2 separate regions of the Mus musculus genome follow, and region 1 is linked to region 2. A link is a contact called in public HiChIP or PLAC-seq data. All regions are on one chromosome and are shown on one strand. Each heading gives the region's core, a stretch centred on a gene start, on an enhancer-like site or on the middle of the called end of the contact. The rest is flanking DNA. Distances are from core to core; before and after follow the strand shown.

Evidence for each region. HiChIP or PLAC-seq counts read pairs in DNA pulled down with a chosen protein or histone mark.
Region 1: a contact with region 2 is called in an H3K27ac HiChIP or PLAC-seq map of embryonic stem cells, with 3 times the contacts expected there. The contact joins two enhancer-like sites. A contact is called at or near these places in 1 of 484 Hi-C or Micro-C datasets (cortical neurons) and 1 of 115 datasets of contacts at active chromatin or transcription factors (embryonic stem cells).

What each region holds. Positions count from the first base shown.
Region 1 is chr9:77,775,363-77,780,227 of GRCm38.p6, reverse strand. Gclc (glutamate-cysteine ligase, catalytic subunit) reads right to left here. Exons shown (of 16, transcript NM_010295.2): 3 at 3,920-4,102; 4 at 593-706. Among named protein-coding and RNA genes, the nearest start is that of Gclc, 23 kb to the right of the region's middle. Within about 2 kb of position 3,312, at least 22 of the 459 cell types and tissues checked have an H3K27ac peak or open chromatin away from gene starts, as enhancers often do. A contact at or near this core is called in embryonic stem cells, where this site is marked.
Region 2 is chr9:77,479,222-77,484,868 of GRCm38.p6, reverse strand. The region is part of intron 2 of Lrrc1 (leucine rich repeat containing 1); the gene reads left to right. Among named protein-coding and RNA genes, the nearest start is that of Lrrc1, 63 kb to the left of the region's middle. Within about 2 kb of position 3,693, at least 107 of the 459 cell types and tissues checked have an H3K27ac peak or open chromatin away from gene starts, as enhancers often do. A contact at or near this core is called in embryonic stem cells, where this site is marked.

The sequences.
Region 1 (4,865 bases), core at 2,063-4,562, 300 kb before region 2:
ATGAATGAAGGAACAAACAACAACCCCTGCCTCAAATAAACAAATGAATGAACAAGTCAGTCAGTCAGTCAGTCAGTCAGTCAGTCGATCTCTGTCTATCCTTACAAAGACTTTGAATGTACAACTGTGGGAGCCTGGAAAAGGAGTAAGCTGAGAGTTCCCTGTGTCCCTCATGTTGGGTCAGGGGCTTCTTTCCAATATAGAAGAGTTCATAGGAAGAACCAAGATCAAGCTGGTGAAGGACCTAAAGCAACTTCAACTACAGACCTAGGTACAAGGAGAGTGCCTATGCTAAGTGCTGTAGCCACCTGACCGTGTCAGAGCAGAGGGCAACGTGGGTGAAGAGAGATCCCAGCACTAACTTGGACAGGGAAAGGAAATCTCCCAGTACATGTGTTTGTAGAATCAGGACAGAAAACTGTCTGTAAACAAAATGTAGGAAAGGAGCTACGGCCTGTAAAGACGGCTCTGAAATGGACAAAGCAAACCTGTATGTAGGAAGCAACATGAGCAGATAGTGTCTGCTGTCTCCTCTGAATCCGACGTGTGGGTGAGAGGAATTCACAGACCGCAGAGTCTGAGCCTCACTCACCCGAAGCGGGGGTGCTTGTTTATGGCTTCATCTGGAAAGAAGAGGGACTTTGATGCGCCTCCTTCCTCTGGGTTGGGTCTGTGTTCTGGCAGTGTGAATCCAGGACAGCCTAGTCTGCAACCAATGGAGAAGGGATAGGTAGGAAACGGCTTCAGAACTGATTAGCTGTATCTCGCCGCAGTCGGCCAGGGTTAAACACACCTACTGTCCATCACTCCCCATCCTAGAGGGTGGAGCAGTGTTTGCAAACCAATGTAAATGCTGGCTCCTCTGTGGCCCTTTTCTGTACTATAATGTCCTGCACTGGGGTCTCTTGTGTTTATTCCCACTGATTTTGACTCCACTCAGCATATAGGAACATTTCCTCAGCTTCCCCCAAGGTCTGAACGAGCTCCTTGGTGCTGCACCTGCTGCTGTGAGGTTCAGGTGCTCTCTCCAGCTTTGGAACTAGCCAGATACATGTTCAAAATGACCTTTAACACCGTTCACTACATTACTCCAACCTCCTGATGAATCTGGACCAGCTCTTCTGTTTTTGCCTCGGCTATCTCCTCAGAAGTCCCTCAAGGTTAAGCTGTGTCTCCAATGTCCCCGGTATACACCAGAGTGCCCTCTGATAGCCAAGATCCAACCTTATTGTCTTACTTTAACCTTAAGAAGAGTTCTAATTTCAAAACAGAAGGACAGGTTCCATCCAGTTCCCTAAGTAGGGTGCTCAGACCTCCCACCTCACTTGAGCAAGGGAGTCCTTCCAAGTTAATGAAAGCAAAACCAAGCAGGCTCTTTCCAGGGTTCTGGAGCAGTAGTAGGAACTACTAACCCAGACCTTAGTTCAGCTCCCCGCCTTTCACAAAGACAAGTCCTACAGGCTGCCCACCACCCTGCCAGCAGCTATTCTCATCTGCAAAGCAGTTCCTAGCACCACAGCTTCCTGGACATTCACGCAGCCATTGTGTAGTCTGTTCTGAACCTGTGAACTTAAACAACAACAACAACAAAACCCTTTAGGAATGTGACAGGTATTAGCCTGGGGGAAACCCTAGCCTCCTAGAACTGGGCAGAGGCAGGCAGTTCGAAGCCAGCCTGGTCTACAGAGCAAGTTCCAGGAGCTACACAGAGCTACAGCCAGAGCTACACAGAGAAACCCTGTCTCAAAAAGCAAAACCAAACCAAACAACAACTGAAGAAGATGAAGAAGAGGAGGAAGAGAAGAAAAGCAAACAAAAAAAGAGAAAGAAATAATTGCAGACTTTCTGAATGGAACCTATTTAATTCACTCTATAATAGAAGAAGCAATTATAAACTTTTTCTCCAGAGAAGAACTATTTCACACAGAACCATTAACTGAGGCAAGGTACACAGTAGAGTTTAACTAAAGACATTTACTCTGTGGCCCAGAAAAAACACTGTTTTTCAATGCTGGACATTTCTTAAATGTCTACAACCTTTGGCTTCGTGCTGCATCCTCCTGTCCCACTTTAGTTTGCTAAAGCAAGATGTATAACTCTTTTAATGGTAAGGAGAGAAAGCATTTCCAAGATTGCTAAAAGTTGACAAGCAACATCCACAGCCTGACTTCCAGGCTGATACTCCATTATCCCAAGGTCCCACCCAGTCACCTATAGCACTGTCCTTCATCTGTCCCCTCCTCTTCAGCAGGCTAGCTGATTCTGTCACTTTATGACCCATCACTTTTCCACTGTCACCGCCTACCATCAACCAGGTCACCATGACAGTGCCTAAGGAGCACCCTTTCCCTTACCTGGCACGCCCTGCACTTGCTATGCATTTGCTCCCATGCCAACAGCCGAGATGAGGGCTACAAAGCCAACATGTGATACTATCTACCCAGCCTAGATTCCCAAAGTCTCTATTGCTTTCAGAATAACAATCAAAGTTCATAACAGCCTGCCCGGCCTCCCGTCACATGCACCCTAGCTTCCTGGTCACAGTGGGTAACTCCTTTCTTCTACTCCCCACCAGGCTGTCTATGTGACCCCTCTACCCCCAGAATATCGCTCTGCTCCCTCTCCTGTGAAATTCTTCCTAGAGTTTTGGACATCACTCCAATCATCTTCCCTTGGAGATGTCTTCCTCTACCCCAGAACTGATAGCCATATCCACACCCCATGCCACTCCTTAATTTTATCATTATATAATTATATAATAGGTATTTGATTGATCTCTGCTGTCTCCTCAGCTCTGCAAAGCAAAGCCTCTCTGGGTCTGGAAAAGAAAAGGTGCTCAGAGACTCTAAATATCTGACAATTGACTTGAAGGTTTTAACTACTCTATGTAGGAATGACAATGGGGAGCTTAAAAGCTACTAATTCCTACTTAAAAGAATGCCCTTCTAGGATCAATGGTATGACTGAATGGCTGTGCTCTCAGAAGGAAAAACAGCATCACAAAAGTTCAGTGCTTCAAGGCTAAGGATCCTCTCCCATGTCTTTGATGGAGCAGGCAGGCATCTATAGCAGAGAAACGAGCTTGATGAGCAGAATTCCAGGCTAACCCAGGGCACTGCACTCAGTATCGACATTCAGGCACCCCTTTCTAATCTGGGATACACTTTACTTACTGGTATTTACCGCCATAACTAGATTTGGTAACAAACCCTAAATCTCCAGCACACTATAAACGTGACTTAGCCTGCTCAGTTAGTAGCTGGCAAGAGCACTCCAGGAACAAGTGTGCCCCGAGGTACCACTCCCCAGGATCTCGCTTATCTGTGCTACATCTGCCAGGTTGTAAAAGCCTGCTCCCTCCTCCACGTTCAAAGGCTCTCTGGGGGTTGGGATCACAGCTCAGAATACCTCAGAGAGTGCTGGAGAGCAGATGCTCCTTTGAATTCATCTGCAAGTACAACTGCTACAGTCCTGACAGGAGCCTGGACTCCTCCCCAGTGGGCCAGAATCACGTTCTCCCCACACTGCTAACCAGTCCCCAAGTCACAGGGACATTCCAACCCTCAGCCAGCGCCCAGCCCAGCCACCAACTGAAGATGCTATGCACTTTTACAGCAGCCCTACAGCAAGAGTGTATCAAATGTTAGCAGGCAAATCCAACCCACAGCCCATGGGCCACACATGGCATGGTTAGCTGTGAAGGTGGCCAACACAAGATTTGGTGGGGGCTGGGAAGTGACTCAGTTGTGCAGTAGTTCCTTAAGGTGAACTCTTCAGATGGCAATGCTCTGCTGTCCAACAGTGTGAATTTCTCTGTCAGGCATGAGAACTGTCGAGGACAAAGCACAGGGCATGCTTTCCTTTCTTCAGAGCCTCCAGTCTGATGTTCCTGCTAGAACAGGCTGATGGAGGAACTAACCTGGGGAATGAAGTGATGGTGCAGAGAGCCTGATGCTCTCCTAGTACAGAAGTAGCCTCCTTCCGGCGTTTCCTCATATTGGCCTCCACAGTGTTGAACTCAGACATCGTTCCTCCGTAGGGCTGGCCAGGCGTTCCTTCGATCATGTAACTCCCATACTCTGGTCTCCAGAGGGTCGGATGGCTGTAGAGAAGTCATTTTAATTTCAGCTTATTCTTTTGCTGTAGGCCACAATTTTTTGAGTTTTTAAAAGTTGCTTTAAATTTTTTAAATATATTATGTACAGATGAGTAAAATGCTTACTAAAGCTATAAATTTTCCATAGCTTTTCAACTCCTTAGGACTGCTAAGTGTTGAGTTCAAAATTTATAAGTTTCTGGAAAATGCACACAGGTATTCCATCCAGGACAAAGCTAGCCCACTTTACAAGGAAGGAACTGAGCCTAACAGGCTGTAAGTCAATATCAAAGTTCTCCAATGCAGCTTCTCAAAACAGCAAGTAGAAAATGAACTAGAGAGTAGATGCTCCTGGCCCTGCTCCACTCCCAGGTAAAGAAGTATTTAACCAGGAAAAAAAAGTCAAGTGTGGTAGCACACATCTTTAATCCTAGCCAACTGGGAGGCAGAGACGGGCAGATCTCCAAGTTCAAGACCAGATTGATCTACAGAGCAAGCTCTGGGACAGCCAGGACTACCCAGAGAAACCCTGTCTTGAAAACAAAACAAACAAACAAAAAGGAAACAAGAGGAAGAGGAAGACACTTAAACATCATGCTGCCAAAACAAAACTGCCTCCAGTTTTGTCAGCATCTCTGCTGTGGATCTCAATCATATTTCAGAAATATGTCTATGAAAGTCTCTCCACATTGTAGCTGACTGTGCTGAGTATTCTGAAGTGCCTGTGAGGTGACTATGGTTATCCAAACTTCATAGAGATGAGACTGAG
Region 2 (5,647 bases), core at 2,444-4,943:
AGCTAGGATTCTTTCTAGCAATGTTAACTCTGGATTGTGGTCTGTCTTCCTTCACTTGGAGCAGTTGTTTCTGCAGATGTGCTCTGAGGCCACCTACATAGAATCCTTGCTAAAATCCCATATTTCCATCTCAGCCAAGTCAAAATTTCTGAAGCCAGATAGCCAAAGTTTGTATTTAAAATCCAAAAACTTGAAATTTAAACTGGAGCTAGTCACCGAAACCTGGGCCATTCTTGATTGGGTCCAGATGCTAAAGTAGTATTTAGGCCAAAAGGATGCTACAGTCTGACCTTTCTGGTGTTCATGTAAATCTGCAATAGTTTTACATATGGATAGATTTCACGTCCCTATTTTGAAAATCTGAAATTTGAAACATTCTACACTCTGAAACATTGAGTACCCAGGTGAATTTTGGCTATAGGGATTTCCAGCTGATGGGCTGGATCAGTTCATGTTAACTTGGCACAGCTGTCCCGAGTGCTCTAAGAAAGCAGGCTGAGCAAGCCACACGGAGTAAGCCAGCAAGCAGCACTCCTCTGTGGCCGTTGCTTTAGTGCTCATCTCCAGGTGACTTCCCTTCATAATGGGAACTAAGATGAACCTTAAGCTAAAATAAACCCTTCTCTCCCCGGGTTGCTGATGGTCATTTTGGTTTCATTACAGTCACAGAAACAACCGTTAAGACACCTGGCAATGTCTGTACGCGTCTGAAATCCAGAAAATTCCAAAATCCGAAATACTTTTGCTTTCAGGCATTTCAGATAAGAGTCAGTCAGTTTGTTCAGAACATTATTTTTCGCCCAGTTCAAAAAACTCAAAGGTCTGTTACAGTGATCCAGTTACCATTCTGTTAAAGCAAGGATCTCGCCTTCTGCCTCCCCCACCCGCGATCTGGATTGTGGGACCTGTGCGGATTGTTGTAAGGGCGCAGCATCGTCAGGGTGTGACTTAGCTGGGATGTGCTGCATGGTTTGTTATGAGCCTTGGTCCTGAAGTGCTTCCTTTTTTCTTTTTTTTTAAATTACAGAGAAAACACTAGTTTTACAACATGTATTTCATAACATTCATCCAGTGCCAACATCAGGAGAGGGGGGAGGCAGGGGCCAGTGAGTGCTGTGTGATGGATGCTTTGAAGAGACAGTGCCAGTTTCAATGCCTGAGTTCTGTTGTGTCTTTTAAGGAACTTAAACACCCTATGAGTCTCTCTCCATCTGTCAGTTGACAACTTGTAATTTGAAAGCTTTTTACAGTATTCCTTTGAGTAATGTAAACATGTTTTTTAAAAATTTCTTTTGAGTGCTTTTCTTGTACTCCATTTTTTTTTTCTGTATCTTTTAAGGATTACTTTAGGAAAAAAAATGTCAGTGTGTATGGGAGGTAGAGAACGTCTTACAAGAATTAGTTTTAGGGCCTGGAAAGATGGCCCCATTGTTAGGAATGAACAGCTCCCATGGAGTTCCATTCCCAGCACCCATGTTGGGCAGCTCACAAGCACCTGCGACCCCAGCTCCGAGGGATCGGAAGCCTCTGAGGAAGAAGAGGTTAAATGAGATCCAACTTCCAGTCTCCATCCACCGTTCCCCTGCCCGCCCCTGACCAGCTACACAAACAGCTTTCTTGCCCACGTTGATCTTCCTTCCACCCCAGGCAGTTTAACCAGACCTGCAGCACAGGCTTTGGGAGTTGGGAGTTGAATCTGTCCCTGTAGGAGGAAATCACTTGGTTGTGGAGGTAAAGTGTGCATGGGAGTAACTGTGAGGTCCCACGTTAATGGCCAACTCCTCAATCCGTAGTGATTTGAGTCTAGCTACGTCTCAGGTTCAAGTGAGGCGGGGTTTGGTTTTGTTTGCTTGCTTGTTTAAGGCAGTGCCCTAGGCCCACCCTGGGCTGCCCTTTTGACTTTGTGGGCTTGGGTGACAGTGGTCCCAGAGATGGGTATGTTAGTGCTGAGAACCAGCAAAAGTAAATGCCCGGGTATTTGCTGAGGTTTCCATAAGACAACCCCCCCCTACCACCACCACCACCATCTTCTTCCTCCCTCCCTCTCCTGCAGGGTCTTACTCCGTAGCTCAAGCTGTCCTTACCTCACCTGATAGTCCATTTGTGCCAGAAGACTGAAAATCCCTCAAGTGCTAGAATACTCAGTGGTTATATTACTATAGTAGGGGTGTGCTTTGGAAAAACCCAGTAATGAACCGGTTGAGAATGGTGTCCTGTCTGCTTCATCTAGGCCAAATGGCTTCTCCCTGTATTTCTCTAGAACTGTGTTCATTCGTGGCCCTGCACTCTTACCTACTCTGTGTGTGTTATCCAAAGAGTGACTCATTTAGCCTGTGATTGAGTCTCTCAGCTGACAGGCAATGTGTGTAGTGGTGTGGCAGGCAAACACGGCTCGGTAGGGTGTGACCTAATTGGAAGGGCAGGGGGTGCTTTTAAAAGAGAACAGGGAAACTGGCAGCATGAGACTGGTCAGAGGAGTGGGCCACTGCAGGGGTGTGGGGAGTGGGCAGCTGCAGGGGTGTGGGGAAGTGGGCCGCTGCAGGGGTGTGAGGAGTGGGCAGCTGCAGGGGTGTGAGGAGTGGGCAGCTGCAGGGGTGTGAGGAGTGGGCCGCTTCGGGGGTGTGAGGAGTGGGCAGCTGCAGGGGTGTGGGGCAGTGGATCACTGCAGGGGTGTGGGGAACGGGCTGCTGCTGGGGTGAGTCAGAGGGAGAATTTTTGCTTTGTGGTCTAAGGTAAGGGAGAAGTTGGGGTAGGGGTGTGGAGTTAGACTTTCTGGATCAAAATATACCTCCATTAGAATTTTCTAGAGAATTTGATATATAAGTACCAGTGACTGTATTTTAGCCGTATTAACTCAGAATAAGTCCAGAGAGCTGTAATTTTAAATGAAAAGAGAAGATTCTGATGAATAAAACTATTTCACTTTTGATAGTTGCTATTTTTTTGAAGTATAAGTAACTTTTAATCAAAATCATATGTGAATATATGTTTAAACGTAACTGGTTTTAGGAGAGAAGTGAGCGACTGGCAGATGGCTACATTTCTCTCCTTCCTGTTATTCCCTGTGAAACCTAGTACTCAATATTGTCTTTCTGAAGCAAGACCTTGTACCTGCAGACACGATTGAGCCAACTCTGTGGGGAAGGAAAAGCTGAGCTGGAATGATTGTTTTGATGTTTGCTGCCAGGATCCTTAGTTGGAACCTTTTCTGAGACACTGTGCCCTGTATCCTAGGCTGGCCTTGAGTTTGCTGTGTAGCCGGAGTTGACCTTGGGCTCCCGAGTTTCCTGTCCCAGCCTCTCCCGCGCAGAGATTATAGGGGTGTGCCACCACACCCAGCATGACCTTTTTATTTTTTCTTTCTTCAGGGCAAGTAACATGACTTGTTACAAGACTTACACAAAATAACGTTTTTGAAGGGCCCTTGTCTGTCTTCCCTGTAGCATGTGAGGCCCAAGCCTGCCGACCTTCTTGAGCCCTGAAATGGATGCCGAGGACTGGGCTCTGTGTACGGGCTGGCTGCCTCCTGGGTGTCTGTAGTGCTTGGGATACCATGATAAATGGAAACATTTGAAGAAATTCTGCGTTTAGCTTTTCCCTTTCATTACCAGAAGAACAGCTGTGACAGCACAAGGGAGACTGGGAGAGCGCATTCATATTTAGTCTTGTTTGACAATCCCAGATATTTTTAAACAGGATTGAGTCAGACAGCCTGCAGCACCACATTCAAACCGTCTTAATCAGCCAGCCTGTTTGGCACACAAGGACCTTGTTTTATTCTAGTAGTAAATAATTCTAAATGAATCAATACGATGTACTGGCTGTCCCCAAAGTCACAGTGTTCAGTATGTCACCACAGCCTGCCAGCATCTCCTGTACATGCGTGTTCTCTTTACTGCTGGTTGTTGTGGTCCTGATAGAGTCTGAGTCTGGCTGAGGCTTAATTCATGGCTTTTGCATAATAATTCTGGGTCATCACAGCTTTGCCTTTCTCCCCGCTTCCACTTAACATTGCCAAGTAGACACATCGCTCACTTTCTGCCCAGAAGTGGTTCTTGTTGTGGCAGCTCATTTCCTTCAGCTCCTGGGATCTTACCGTTCTGCTCCCCTGTGGCTTGGAGGTTCTCATCTCAGCAGCTGCTCTCCACTGATAGCCTTCTCATGCACCATTCTGCTCCCCCAGGCCATCTGCTCACATGTTCCTCTTCTGTCTCTCTCACATAGGTAGGTTCTGATGTTCCTGTGGCCATGCCCTCTGCCCTTGCTATGTGACTGCGCTCCTGTTGCCTTCTGAGAAAGGGTTTCTCTCTGCTCCTTAGATTTTGCAATTAAAGTAAAAAAAAAATCTAAACACACTGAAGTGTAACTTTCTTCTGACCCTTGGTATGTTCCTCAAACAAAACTTCTTTCTCTTTTTTTTTCTCCTCCTTCCAGTTGCCAGGCTTATTGAAGGCTTGGTCTACTCCAGGTTCTCAGACATGGAGATTCAGTGTACCTGTAATTTTTCTTAAACACGATTCTATTTCTGTAGACTATGAAGATGTATTTATGTATCTGTCACCAGAAAGACTGGACAAACAAGCTTAGATTAGAATTCCCACTGAAGCGTCCTGTCCCCCAGGCACTGACATGCATTGCCTTGGCGATGGTTGGCTGCACACCAGGATGGGAGATGATTCTGAGGGATTCTGTATGCATGAGGGGCTTGGTGGGAAAGTGACAACGGTGGGAGCCTGCCACGTCAGAGCAAAAGAGACCGTTCAGATAGGTCATCTCACCGATTCCTTTCCTTTCTCTGACTTTTTGATGTGTGCCAAGGGACAATAGGAAGCAGAGGTGGAAAGCAGACCATAGGGGAAAATCAGAACGGAGCAGCAGCCGGGAGCTCCCTGCTTCCAGCTGAAACAGCGCTCACTGCAGTGCCTTGGGAACTGAACAGTGCTGCATGTAGGACCGGTTTTGTATAGATGGGAGCCCAGAGCTCAGCTCCATAAGCTGTGCAGAGGTCTGGAGCAGGTGAGCTAGCCTTCACCAAAGCCATTCCTGCATCTGCCCTTGATAACGACAATGGCAGCAGTGTGTGGGAAGTGGGAAGTGTGACATTAGAAACCACTAGTGCCAGTGGGACTCCATATGTGGAAGGTTCTACTCCTTACTAACCAGCTTTAGGTAAAACACAGATGGACTCAAAGTAATGCCCAGAATTAACATTCAGGGTTATGTGTCTGCGGGATGCATGTTAAACAGATGAGCTGTGTATGTAGCTGATGGTGGTTGTTGTTACTGGTTGTTGTTGCTGCTGCTGCTACTGTTTTATTGGCATTCAACATAGGATTTTCATCTCTTATTTTGGTAAGAAAAAAAAATGTTTGCCATAATTTAATAAAAGACAGATTGTAGCCTGACAGCCCAGGATATCATTTCAAATTAAACAACAGTCCTGTGTAATTCATTCATTCATTCATTCATTCATTCAGCATCACGATGAGCAACCCTTACCTTGTTCTCCCCATTTTTCCCCTTTAGTCAGCTAGTGAGTGCTGTTTTGGAGACTGGAGTCTGGCTCTTGTTTTACATTCCTCTTCCTCCTCCTCTGACTCCTCGGCCTTTGTGGTTTAGGTTCTCCTTACATCCCTATTAAAGCAAC